Regions from separate parts of the Mus musculus genome. Here regions 2 and 3 are each linked to region 1. A link is a contact called in public promoter capture Hi-C data. All regions are on one chromosome and are shown on one strand. The core of a region is the stretch at or near the end of the contact, and the rest is flanking DNA. Distances in the headings are between cores, read along the strand shown. Region 1 holds the start of Crocc (ciliary rootlet coiled-coil, rootletin). Region 2 holds the start of Micos10 (mitochondrial contact site and cristae organizing system subunit 10). Region 3 holds the start of Akr7a5 (aldo-keto reductase family 7, member A5 (aflatoxin aldehyde reductase)).

Region 1 (3,635 bases), core at 445-2,944:
TAGCTTGTAACTTTCACCCTGAAAAACAGGGACACACACTGCAGGCTTTCTAGCCTTTGGGGTGGGGGTGGGGTCATTAAGCCTCCCCACCTTTGGGAGTCACAGCATCCCTCAAAGAGGGCTGTCCACTCAAAGAGACAGCCCTGGCCTGATACGGAGTCTGAACTGGATAACAGCAGCCATACCACTAACGAACCAGCTGGCCTTATGTCCAGGCACTCAGGCTGCACAACCAAGTTATGCATGCTGCACCCCAGGAGGACCTGTGGCCGGCAGCTTTTGTGCTTTTTAAGCCCCTATAAGAGCCTGGTCTGAGCTGGCCCCAACCCCATCCCTTAGCCTCAGACAGCTCACACCATCTCCGGTAGAAAATTCAGTATCTGGTGTTCAAATCTGAAGCAATGAGTGGAAAGGGCTAGCCCCGCCCTCTCTTAAAGCTGTGCCACATGGGGAGTAAATAAAATAATTGCATCTCAGGCTCTGGAGGCTCCTTCATCACAGAGCTGTGCCTGTCTCCCTATGTGCATTCAAGGAGTAGGGTCTGGGGCTGAGCACGTGGATCAGCACATTAGGGCACTTGCTACACACAAGCATGAGTATCTAAGTTCAAATCCCAGCACCCATGTACAAAGCTGGGCATGGCCCCTCGGGCACCTGTAACCCAAAAGCGACTTGGCAAAGAGCCGAGAAAATCAGTAGGACTTGCTGGCTGGCAGCCTAGCTCCAAGCTGTGCGAGATCCTGAGGTAAGGGAAGCGGTGGAGAACACCAGAGCACTTCTTTGTCATCCTCGTGCTCACAGGAAATGTACCTGTACACACGTGTGTATGAGCCACACATTACAACATACATGTATTCGCGCACGTGTGTGCACGCTTACCGACACACACACACACACACACAGCACTACACTACACAGCAGCACCATCTGTGTCCCTGCTGCTGAGAAGGGAGAAGGACCTGGACAGGGTAGGGAGGTGGTACCTGGGGTCTCAGGCCGGGAGAGGTTGCTGGCGATGACCTCCCTGGCGCAGACAAGCAGGCTGGCTCCCTGGAAGTCCTGGACCCGGTTCTGCACACTCAGGCTCTTCTCTTGGTTTGGTCCCAGAACACAGTTCTCCAGAGACTGTGAGAAGAGAGAGTTTTCAGGGATCCTAGACCCCTGACTTCCTGGCCTGAGAGTTGGGCAAATCCTGTGGCCCAAGTCCTAGAGAAACTAGGAAACAAGGGTAAACTGCAGAGAGCGCCTGCTCAGTGTCTCTCCTAGCGCTGGGCCCCAGCAGGACCTGAAGGGCAGAGAAGGTAGGAGGATCTTGCTGTGCCAGAGGCCAGTAATCCCTAAAGTCCACGAGGGGCCCTTCCCCCACTACTGTGCACTGAGATTAAGGAGTCCCAGCACTGGCCTGTGTGGCCCCCTGACCTGCAAACTGCAACCCTCGCACACTTCCCCACACTTCCCTCCACTCACCACCTCTCACCACTACTACAAGGTCGGTTCTTCTGCCCTGCTCTGCCCCTGGACAGGGTGGACACGGCCCGGCCCTCCGGACCCACCTGGATCACAATCTCCAGTGCCAGCTGAGCCTGCAGAGATCCTGCCAGCCCCAGGCTCATGGAGAGGGGGGTCTGTGGGCACTCCACAGCCCCCCTCCTCAAAGTACAGAGGTCGAAGAGCGTCTCAGCTACATGCACCAACGCACTAACACACCAATGCCAGGCTGCTGGGCTGAGCAGCCCGGCAGATTAAGCTTAAATCCGATGGTGCCCCCACGTGACTACGCAGGGGGTGGGGAGGGACTCAGAAGGGAGAGGAGGGGAAGAGCAGCAGGAATCAGAGGTGCATGAGGAGGGAGGGCCCAGACAGCACTCAGGGAGGAGACCATGAATGGTAGGGAACAGTGTTCCCCACTCCCTCCTCCCTCCCCAGTCTGTGGGCACTGCAGCCTTACAAGCCCGGCTGCCCGAGGCCAGAGTCCCTAGCTCACAGAGCATCTTCTCTGACCCGGAACGGGCGAGCTCACGTGGTCTGCTCAGAACCTATTTACAGCCTGCTGCTAGGCAGGGAGATGCTTGTGCACTACAGGTTGGAAGCAAAGAAAGCAGGCGCTCAGACAAGACTAGGAACTGAGCCGGTCCAAGCCCCGCCCCCGGCTGTGTCCCAGCATCCTCCTGTGTCAGAGCTGGCACCATTGAGCTCCTGGGAGCAAAGCATCTGCCCGTCCACAGCACATAACTGGGTGCCAGTTCACCCAGGGAACACTGGGTAAACATTGTCTTCACTCAGGAGAAAACTCAACGTGCACAGTCCCTGGGCCCCCAAAGTCTGAGAGCAGTTTCCCTCCCAGAAGCAAGGAGGCTGTGTGGCACAATGGTAAGGACCCGGAGTCGATGGCCTGCCATGTGTTAGCAGTATGGTCCTGGATAAATTACCTCTCCTGGCCTCAGTTTCCCTATCTGTAAACGAGAGTAGGGTCTTTGAGGGAACTGAAGGGTGCTGAAAGCAGGGAGGGGTTCAGAAACACACAGGGCAAGGCTAAGCTCATAGCAGCTCACTTTAGCACTTACCTGCTGGTTTCTACTCTCCAGGTTCCTGAGTTCTAGGGTGTGTCAAATTCATCTAGTCCTCCTATCAGCCTATTTCCGGATGAGCAAAACAAGGCTCAGAGGGGTGGAGGACTCACCTATTCAAGGTGACACACTATGAAGAAGTGTAAGCCTGAAGCTCACCTCCCCTTAGACCAAGCAGACTCCCCAAAATGCCTAAAGGGCAAAGCCAGGCCCCTTGGTCTTCAAGACCTGCTGCGGTATCCAAGTCAGAGAGAAGGATGCGGTAGGCGCTGCATACACACACTTTAGTCCAGACTGGATCGCTTCTTCCCAACTAAGGAATCCGTACTGCATATGTTTCCAATGTACACCTGGACAAGAAGGTAGGCGCCCCCAAGCTGCTATGGAGGTCTGGAGGCTACCAAAGAGAGCAGCGCAGAGAGAGAAGGGGAGAGAGGACGTTTTACCGGGAGAGTTGTACAGACACAAGCTGAAGAGAGTACAAGCTAGACACAGGACAGAAGAAGCCAGAGAATGAGCCGGAGGCAGAAGATTAGGACAGATTGCCAGAGTTAGTACTAGACCAAGCAGAGCAATTCAGTCAGCAGCTGAAAGAAGCCAGTCTGAACCAGTCAGTGTGGGGAGAAGTTTCGAGCCAGAACAGTTGACCAACCAGCCCGTGTTCAGAAAGAGCTAGAAAGGGTGAGCTTATTCAGCAGTAAGTCTCAGAGGCTGAAAACACTCTAGGCCTAGATAAGATTGTATGGAGGCTAGAAGCTTCCGGGACTAGGCTCAGGTTAGGAGAAGAGGCAGGAAGCCTCTGAGACAATTAGATCAGGAGAACAAAAGATACATTTGTCCCTTCCCAAACTCTTGGTGAAATGTGGTCGCCGATGTGAATGTTGAGAGGTGATGGGACCTTTAAGAGCGGAGTAAGTCAGAGGGACTCAACACCATAGGTTCCTTATATCACGAGCGTGGGTTGAAGCAGGCATGGCGGATCAGGTCTGTCACCCCAGCACTTTGGAAGTACAGACAGAAGAATCGTGTTTGAGGCCAATCCTAGCTACATTACGAGAGACAGATGAC
Region 2 (3,635 bases), core at 410-2,909, 1.9 Mb before region 1:
GATATAATCCTAAGTTCTCGTAAATAATTTCCATGCAAGAAGTATAAAATATGAACCTATGTGTGACAGCACACACCTTCACTCGCTTCACTTGTGAGGCCGAGGCTGGCAGATCTGTTGGTTCAAGACTATGCAGGAGTACCAGTTTCAAAAACGGGGGGGGGGCGGGGGGGAGAGAATGGGATCTAAGTTTCAACAATAAATGTTAGTATAGAAGAAAGAGTCGGAGGAATTGGAGAGACAGCTCAGTGGATAATAAAGCCCCTGGCATAAAAAAAAAAAAGACTTGAGCTCAAATCCTCAACACCCATGAAAAAATGCTGGGGAGGGGGAGAAGGCCGATCAAAACTCAATGGGCAGCCAGTTTAGGCAAACTGATGCGCTCCAGTTCCTGTGAGAGTCCTGTGTAGTGGTGCACACCTTTAAATCCAGCAGAGAGTGTCTGAGTTCAGGGCTAACTTGGCTGACATAGTTTTCCTGGCCAGCCAGGTCTCCATAGTGAGGCACTGTCTCAATAAATAGGGCAAAGAGCTACTGAGGGAGGGAAGCCACTCATCATCGATCTCTGGCCTACACACCAATAGCTGCAGACAATCAACAAGAGAAAGATGGAGTGGACGAGGATCAGCAGAGAGCCTGAGAACCCCAAGGAAGAAATCCTGGGGGGGGAGGGATTCTCAACTATGCCACATTATCAGCAACGCGATTTCAGGCAAGCTCCTTCACCGAGCTCCAACTCACGACGAGACAGGTCATTTCCGAGCTACCGTGGCGAGCAGCGCGCCTAACATCTGCATCACCATCACTATTATATGGGACACCCCCGCCCCCCGAGCCTCCTTCCCCGACCCCGTGACCTCACAAAGTGTGTCGTCACAGGACGCGTGTCCAAAGAGACAACCTGGACTACCGAGGGGGCCGGCGGTGGCCGCGATCTATCTGACTGCGGCCATTCTTCCGGAGAATAACCCCCGGCTCCAACTGCAGACCCGAGGCGGGTTCGGATCAATGAGGCCGGGCACGACCGCAATTGCCAGCGCGGCCCGACGGAGGCGGTTAAGCGCCTTCTTCTATGACCTTCTTCCGAAGGCCGCTTGCTCCCGGCTGGGGAGCCGTCTGCGCTCCGGCCGGCTGCTCGCCTAACCCGGGGGACATGGGGCATGGAGTGACAGAGTTTCCCGGCGCGTCCCGCACGCCTTCCCACTCCCGGAGCACCGCTGCTTCCCCGGGCCTGCACCTCCAGCCACCTCGGAAACTCCCGCGCCCTTCGGCCCGTTGTCCTCGCCGCCCTCGTCGCCCTCGTCGCCCTCGCCGCCCCGCTTGACAGTCGTCACCTGTCAGCGCCCCGCAGCTCAGCGCGCCCCGCCGTCCAGACAGCAGCAGGCCGCGGCTTGACCCCTGCGGCTTCCCGTCCGCGCGCGGGCCGCTCGGCTCCAGCCCAGGGCCTACCAGAGGCAGATGAGCTCACCTAGCTTCACGACCGTGTCGGCCATGCACCGGTCCCACTTTCTGCCCAGCTCGGACTCCGACATGTTCCTCACTGGCAACTCCAGCACTCTTCACGGCCGGCCCCCGCGCTCCTACTGATGGCAAGTCTCGCGAGAGCCGGCCGCCACCATAAGCTTCCGGCCGGAGCCGGCGCGCCAAATATCGCGGGATCACATACGTCGTCCCTGGCTTCCGGCTTTTCTTCGCTCGGTCGTCAAGGTGACAGGTTGCCTGGGAGCCGGAGGTGACCCTGACCTTGGAGATAGCGGAAGGGAAGCGAAGACTGACTACATCCAGAGTACAGAAGGCCTTGTCTTTCCTGGGTTTTTCATATTTGTACATAATTATTTTGGCCATTGCCCTCCTCCCGTTCTACTGTTGCCCTCTTTCATCCTCCATTTTATACCTACTGAACCCCATCTTCCTCATGTGTGTATGTGTATATATGTGTGTATGTATATGTATACATGTATATATATAAAATATACGTATATTATATATCTATATTATATATAATAAAACATATAACAAATAAAATAATGTGTGTGTGTGTGTGTGTGTATATATATATATATATATATGTTATATACTTTGTTTTTGTTTTTGTTTTTTTTTTTTTTTGAGGCAGGGTCTCTCTGTGTAGCCCTGGCTGTCCTGGAACTCACTCTGTAGACCAGACTGGCCTTGAACTCAGAAAACCCCTGCTTCTGCCTCCCAAGTGCTGGGATTAGAGGCATGTGCCACCACTGCCCGGCATGTTATATGAGGGTTTGGTTTTGTTTTCTGTTTCTCTGATTGTCTCTGTTTTGTTTTGTTTTGTTTTTCAGAGACAGGGATTCTCTGTGTAGCCCTGGCTGTCCTGGACCTGGCTCTGTAGAGCAGGCTGGCCTTGAATTAAGAGATCTACCTGTCTCTGCCTTGTAGGGCTGAGATCAAAGATGTGCACCACTCCATCCACAGTTTAATTAGGGTTGTCTGCATGGCCACAGTCGGGGAGTATTTATTTGAGCATGAACGACTTCCATTCAAATGGATTTAAAAACAACCCCCCACCCTGCTGCATTTTATACAGAGTGTGTGGGTGCCTGCGCATGCCCTATAATGGCACATGTGGGAGTCAGAGGACAGCTAGTGGGAGTGGGTGCCCCTCCACCCTGTGGGTGCCAGGGACTGAACGCAGATCACCAGACTTAGAGGCAGTGCTATTACTTGCCGAGTGACCTAAACAGCCCTAAAGCGCAACCAGTGTTACTTTATAGATACTTCTTTTCTTCCACCCACTCAACCCCCTAACACTAGATAGGCGATAAGAAAGGATAGGGCAACAGGTGACGTTATCATTAGACTGTTTCCTGCTGATGAGGGGCATTGAGTTCCTTGGAGCAAGCTTGATCTTCTCCAGCAGAATAGCTAGTTTCTTATTGTTTCTTCCCACTTTACTACTTAACCAGCAGCAACCCACCAACAACCTGCCCCTTGAGGCCCTAGCATTTATAGACCCTTTGGAAAGTCCCCAGGATCCAAACGTCACACAGTCGCAGAAACCATCTGCAGCTGGCAGAATCACACCCCTGGTAGAGCTCGAGGCCACGTCAGCGCTGTGGACAGTCTGAAGCAGCCCTACATCCCACACCTGGGATTAAGACAAAAGCCAAGTCTTATTTCTGTGTTTTTCAAAGAAACCAAACTTCTCACTACTCAAATACCTCTCTCTCTCTCTATCTCGTTTTAAACTGCATTTGTCCCTGCTTCCTGGACGTCTGTCTCTCTGGCTACTCATACCTGCAAGACACCACCCTCCCTGATTCTGATGGTTTCCTCCAGCCCTCACCTTTCCCTGCCTGTTTAGAATGCGGATTCTCACACCTCCATCTAACCTCTATTATGTATTGTTTCAGATGAAATGTCTATCCCACCCATACTAGTGTCTGAGAGGCATTAACTATTAGTCCTTCCTATCAAACAATGTAAAACTTATGTTTACAGGGAATTTAAAAAATATATTTATTTATTTATTATATGTAAGCACACTGTAGCTGTCTTCAGACACTCCAGAAGAGGGTGTCAGATCTCATTACAGATGGTTGTGAGCCACCATGTGGTTGCTGGGATTTGAACTCAGGACCTTTGGAAGCGCAGTCGGTGCT
Region 3 (3,635 bases), core at 532-3,031, 1.7 Mb before region 1:
GAAGGATTCTGACTCTCATGGTGCATGTCCTTAAAGGCTGGTCGGGGAGACAATCTCCTACAACGCCCATTTCCCCTCCAACTCCAAGGAAAGCCAGGCAGGTGCTCCCCACCAAAGCAGATGCAGGTTCCATTCTGATACTGGATCAAGTTCAAAATCACAGAGGCAAGGTCCTAAGGACCCCAAGAATGACCCTCCTAACCTCATCTCCTGCCCCAGGTCCTCAGAGTCCCAGGCACCTGCACAGCCTCTCTCTTCCTCTAGGGAATCCTTCTCTATCACAAATGCCTAGTAGAGATACCCTGACCCATTTCTAACTTGCCTATCCAAGGGACATTGCCGCCACCGCCTCCAGTCCCCTGGAACACAATCCTGGAGAAGAGGCAACACTGTCCCTGTTAACCAGTGTTCTTCAAGCAAGTCTCTCTCCCCTCTCCCCTGTCTGTATCCTTCCCAGTCTCGTGGGTCTGGATGCACCAGCTGTACAACAAAAGGCTCGGAAAATGTAAAGGAGAGGGAGAGGGAGAGGGAAGGAAGCATGATGAAGAGAAAAAAAAAAAAGGAGGAAAGAAACAGAACAAGAAAAAAGAGGGGAGGCGGGAGCGGGAAGCGTATGCAAGGAAACTTGTAAATTGAGCGGGCCCAGGGCTGAGATGTCGCTCTGGGCAAGTGTTGGAGTTTCAGCATTCTGATGTATACAATGAAGGAAATCCTAAAAGGCACTTACTTACCTCCTAAACTGCATGCAGACTACAATAAAACCCAGGCCAAACCTCCATATCCCACGCTAGTCAAGTGCTCTACCACTGAGCTACATACATTCCCCACTAGGGGATTGGCTTTCGCGGCTCATGTCCGTAAAGGCTGGCCAGGAGACAGTATCTCCTGCCACATCCAGCTCTTCCCCAATTCCAAGCAAAGCCAGGAAGGTGCTTCCCACCAAAGCCTATCTGGCACAGTCAACAGTAATATTCTGTTCTTGCTGTAGCCCCCTGGACCACATTGTAGCATGGAGTACACACGAAGTGAACCTGAAACTACACACTTCTTTCTTTCTTTTTTGGGCAGGTGGGAACGGGAGCAGTTTGAGACAGGGTTTCTCTGTGTAGCCCCTGGCTGCCTTGAAATTAGCTCTGTAGACCAGGGTAGCCTCGAACTCAGATATCCGCCTGCCTTTACCTCACATTTCTAACCAGCCCTCTGTGGAATCCTGCGGTGAGCTTGGCGAGGAATGGGACATTCTGGGTTCCCTACCTGCAGAGCTACGGAGAATGTGTCAGGGGAGCGCAATGGCTCCGGGATCCTACCCATTCCTGGCCTCCAAACCAAGGCTCTAACTCCTTCCGGTGACTCTGCGGGTTCGGAGGGATAATGATAGGGCAGCGGCTGGGGCAAGCGCCGCGAGGCCCCCACCCAGAGCAGGGAAAACAAGGCCGCCCAGTCCAGGGAAGCCGAGAGGCCGGAAGGCAAGGACCTGCAGGTAAGAAGTGGGGCCGTCCCGGATCCCTGGCCAGGTTGGGCAGAGACCCACGATCCCGCTCCCCAGGAGGGGACCAGCGCCGGGGACCGTGCAGAGCTGGAGGAGGGTGTAGAAAAGACTTAGCTGGGCGCGTCTGGAGTCCCGACCCCCCAGCCCGGGACAGCCGCCAGCCCCCTTCATCCTCACCAGTTCAAGATCCACAGCCGGTGTCAGCTTCAGGATCCGAGCCCGCCGGGATCAGCTGACCTCCGCGAAGTCCCGCCCCCCGCCGTGGGCGGAGCCTGAAGCTTCGAGTGCGCAGGCGCAGTCTCCATGCTGCGTGCAGCGTCCAGAGCCGTGGGCCGCGCTGCTGTTCGCTCCGCGCAGCGCTCCGGGACTTCGGTCGGGCGTCCTCTCGCCATGTCCCGGCCTCCGCCACCCCGCGCCGCCTCTGGCGCCCCTCTCCGGCCCGCTACGGTGCTGGGCACCATGGAGATGGGGCGTCGCATGGATGCGAGTGCTAGCGCCGCTTCGGTCCGCGCCTTCCTGGAGCGCGGCCACAGCGAGCTGGACACGGCCTTCATGTACTGCGACGGCCAGTCCGAGAACATCCTGGGCGGCCTGGGGCTCGGGCTGGGCAGCGGCGACTGCACAGGTAACCGCTGCACCCGGCCTCCCCCGCCCCCCGCACCGAGTAGAGCTGAGCCGGTGCCCGCAACCGGCGTGCACCAGCCAGGATCTGCATCCAGGAGCTTCGGAAGCTCCGGATCCACAGCTGGGTCTACCCCAAGCTCCCAAGGCAACTGGAGTCCTGAACTAGTGAACTGAACTTTGTCCCGCCTCTCCTTAGAAACTTCTAGTTGCAGCTACCGAGGCGGGTGCGAGGAAGCTTCCTACGCTAATGTTTAGCCTACTCTGGGCGCTTTGCTTCCTACCGCAATCCCTGCCTCCCGGCCAACCGTTGTCCATAGCCGCCCCCCCACCCCCGACACGCCCCCCATCCCCACCAGGCTTTTTGTTCGTGCCTACCCCTCTTGCCCTCACCACCTCTGCGCTCCTGGAGAATGCTTATCATTCCGGTCTTTTGTCCGGACTAGACTTTGTCCCGTGCAGTCGACAGCACCTGTGGATCTCAAGGAGACCTGTGGCAACAATGCCTAGGGCCCAGCTGGGGGCAGGGGCGGAAAGGTGGCGTCGGGAGAGGGCATTTCGGCCTTTGTGCCCATTCTCTGTGCCAGGTCTTACAATGGCAAACTCTGTAGCTCTGTAGGCTACCGTGGGAGAAGTGATTTCTCCACGGAGAGTTAAAGGTCCAACGAGGAAGACTGTAGCCGCGATTGCTGAGGAGTGCAGGAAAGAGTAGCTTGTCGGGAAGAGCAGTAGGCAGAGCCCATAGAGAACTGGGGATGGGCCCTACAGTGTAAGTAGGGTGCACCGGAGACTGCAATCCTAGCTATTGGAATATGGAGTTTGAGAGTTGCAAAGTACGTGTGTGATCAGTGACGCGTGTCCCGCGTTGGAAGGGGAGGGGAACCGCCCTTCATTTGCTTGAAGCTATTGGAGTCTCAGGAGGGTGCCTGATACGTAAAGAGGCCTCACTTTTACCTGTTCTGAGGTTCTTCCTCCCGGTTCCTGTACAGTGGGCTCCATAGACTCACATGGGGTAAAGCTCACTTAAGTGAGTGGATCTCTCAAGCCGAATGCTGTAGAGTTCACCTGGATGACATACATTACTGATAATGAACATTTCAGTTTTCTCCCCCAACCCCCCCTTCTTTAGCCCATTTCTGCTTCTGAAGACTCAATGGGCCAAAGTCCTCAGGCAAAAGGTTACAGAAAGAATGCCTTGGGGCTGGGGCGGGTGTTGTAGTAAGGAGATGCTGTGGTCTTCTAGCCTTTATCCTGTGGGATCAGAGGGCTCCCCTTGTTCTTGCCAGAATCCATCCATCCTTCCGCCGTCGTCCATCAGTCCAGGTAGTTGGTTCCATATCTGGGAAGAAACAGTGCAGAGCACTGAGGAGCAGCTACAGTACGCTTGCATTACAGGCTTCTGAGGGTCTGAAAGGGATTTGTGTTAAGATTGATGGCTTTCAAGGAACACATTCAGGCCCCCGTGTCTCTTCCCTAACTTTTTTTTTTTTTACCTGCATGTATGTGTGAGCCCACAGAGGGTACT

The links. Promoter capture Hi-C pulls out the DNA fragments that hold promoters and counts their contacts.
Region 2: a contact with region 1 is called in a promoter capture Hi-C map of pre-B cells, with 4 times the contacts expected there. The contact joins the promoter of Micos10 here to the promoter of Crocc in region 1. A contact is called at or near these places in 2 of 39 promoter capture datasets (hippocampal neurons and pre-B cells).
Region 3: a contact with region 1 is called in a promoter capture Hi-C map of pre-B cells, with 4 times the contacts expected there. The contact joins the promoter of Akr7a5 here to the promoter of Crocc in region 1. A contact is called at or near these places in 4 of 39 promoter capture datasets (cranial neural crest, hippocampal neurons, liver and 1 more).

Annotation. Positions count from the first base shown.
Region 1 is chr4:141,051,967-141,055,601 of GRCm38.p6, forward strand. Crocc (ciliary rootlet coiled-coil, rootletin) reads right to left here and starts at 1,695. Exons shown (of 37, transcript NM_172122.2): 1 at 1,554-1,695; 2 at 984-1,125. The coding sequence starts at 1,613.
Region 2 is chr4:139,129,454-139,133,088 of GRCm38.p6, forward strand. Micos10 (mitochondrial contact site and cristae organizing system subunit 10) reads right to left here and starts at 1,660. Exons shown (of 4, transcript NM_001163006.2): 1 at 1,469-1,660. The coding sequence starts at 1,532.
Region 3 is chr4:139,308,963-139,312,597 of GRCm38.p6, forward strand. Akr7a5 (aldo-keto reductase family 7, member A5 (aflatoxin aldehyde reductase)) reads left to right here and starts at 1,782. Exons shown (of 7, transcript NM_025337.3): 1 at 1,782-2,114. The coding sequence starts at 1,793. Slc66a1 (solute carrier family 66 member 1) reads right to left here and starts at 1,746. Exons shown (of 9, transcript NM_145384.3): 1 at 1,667-1,746.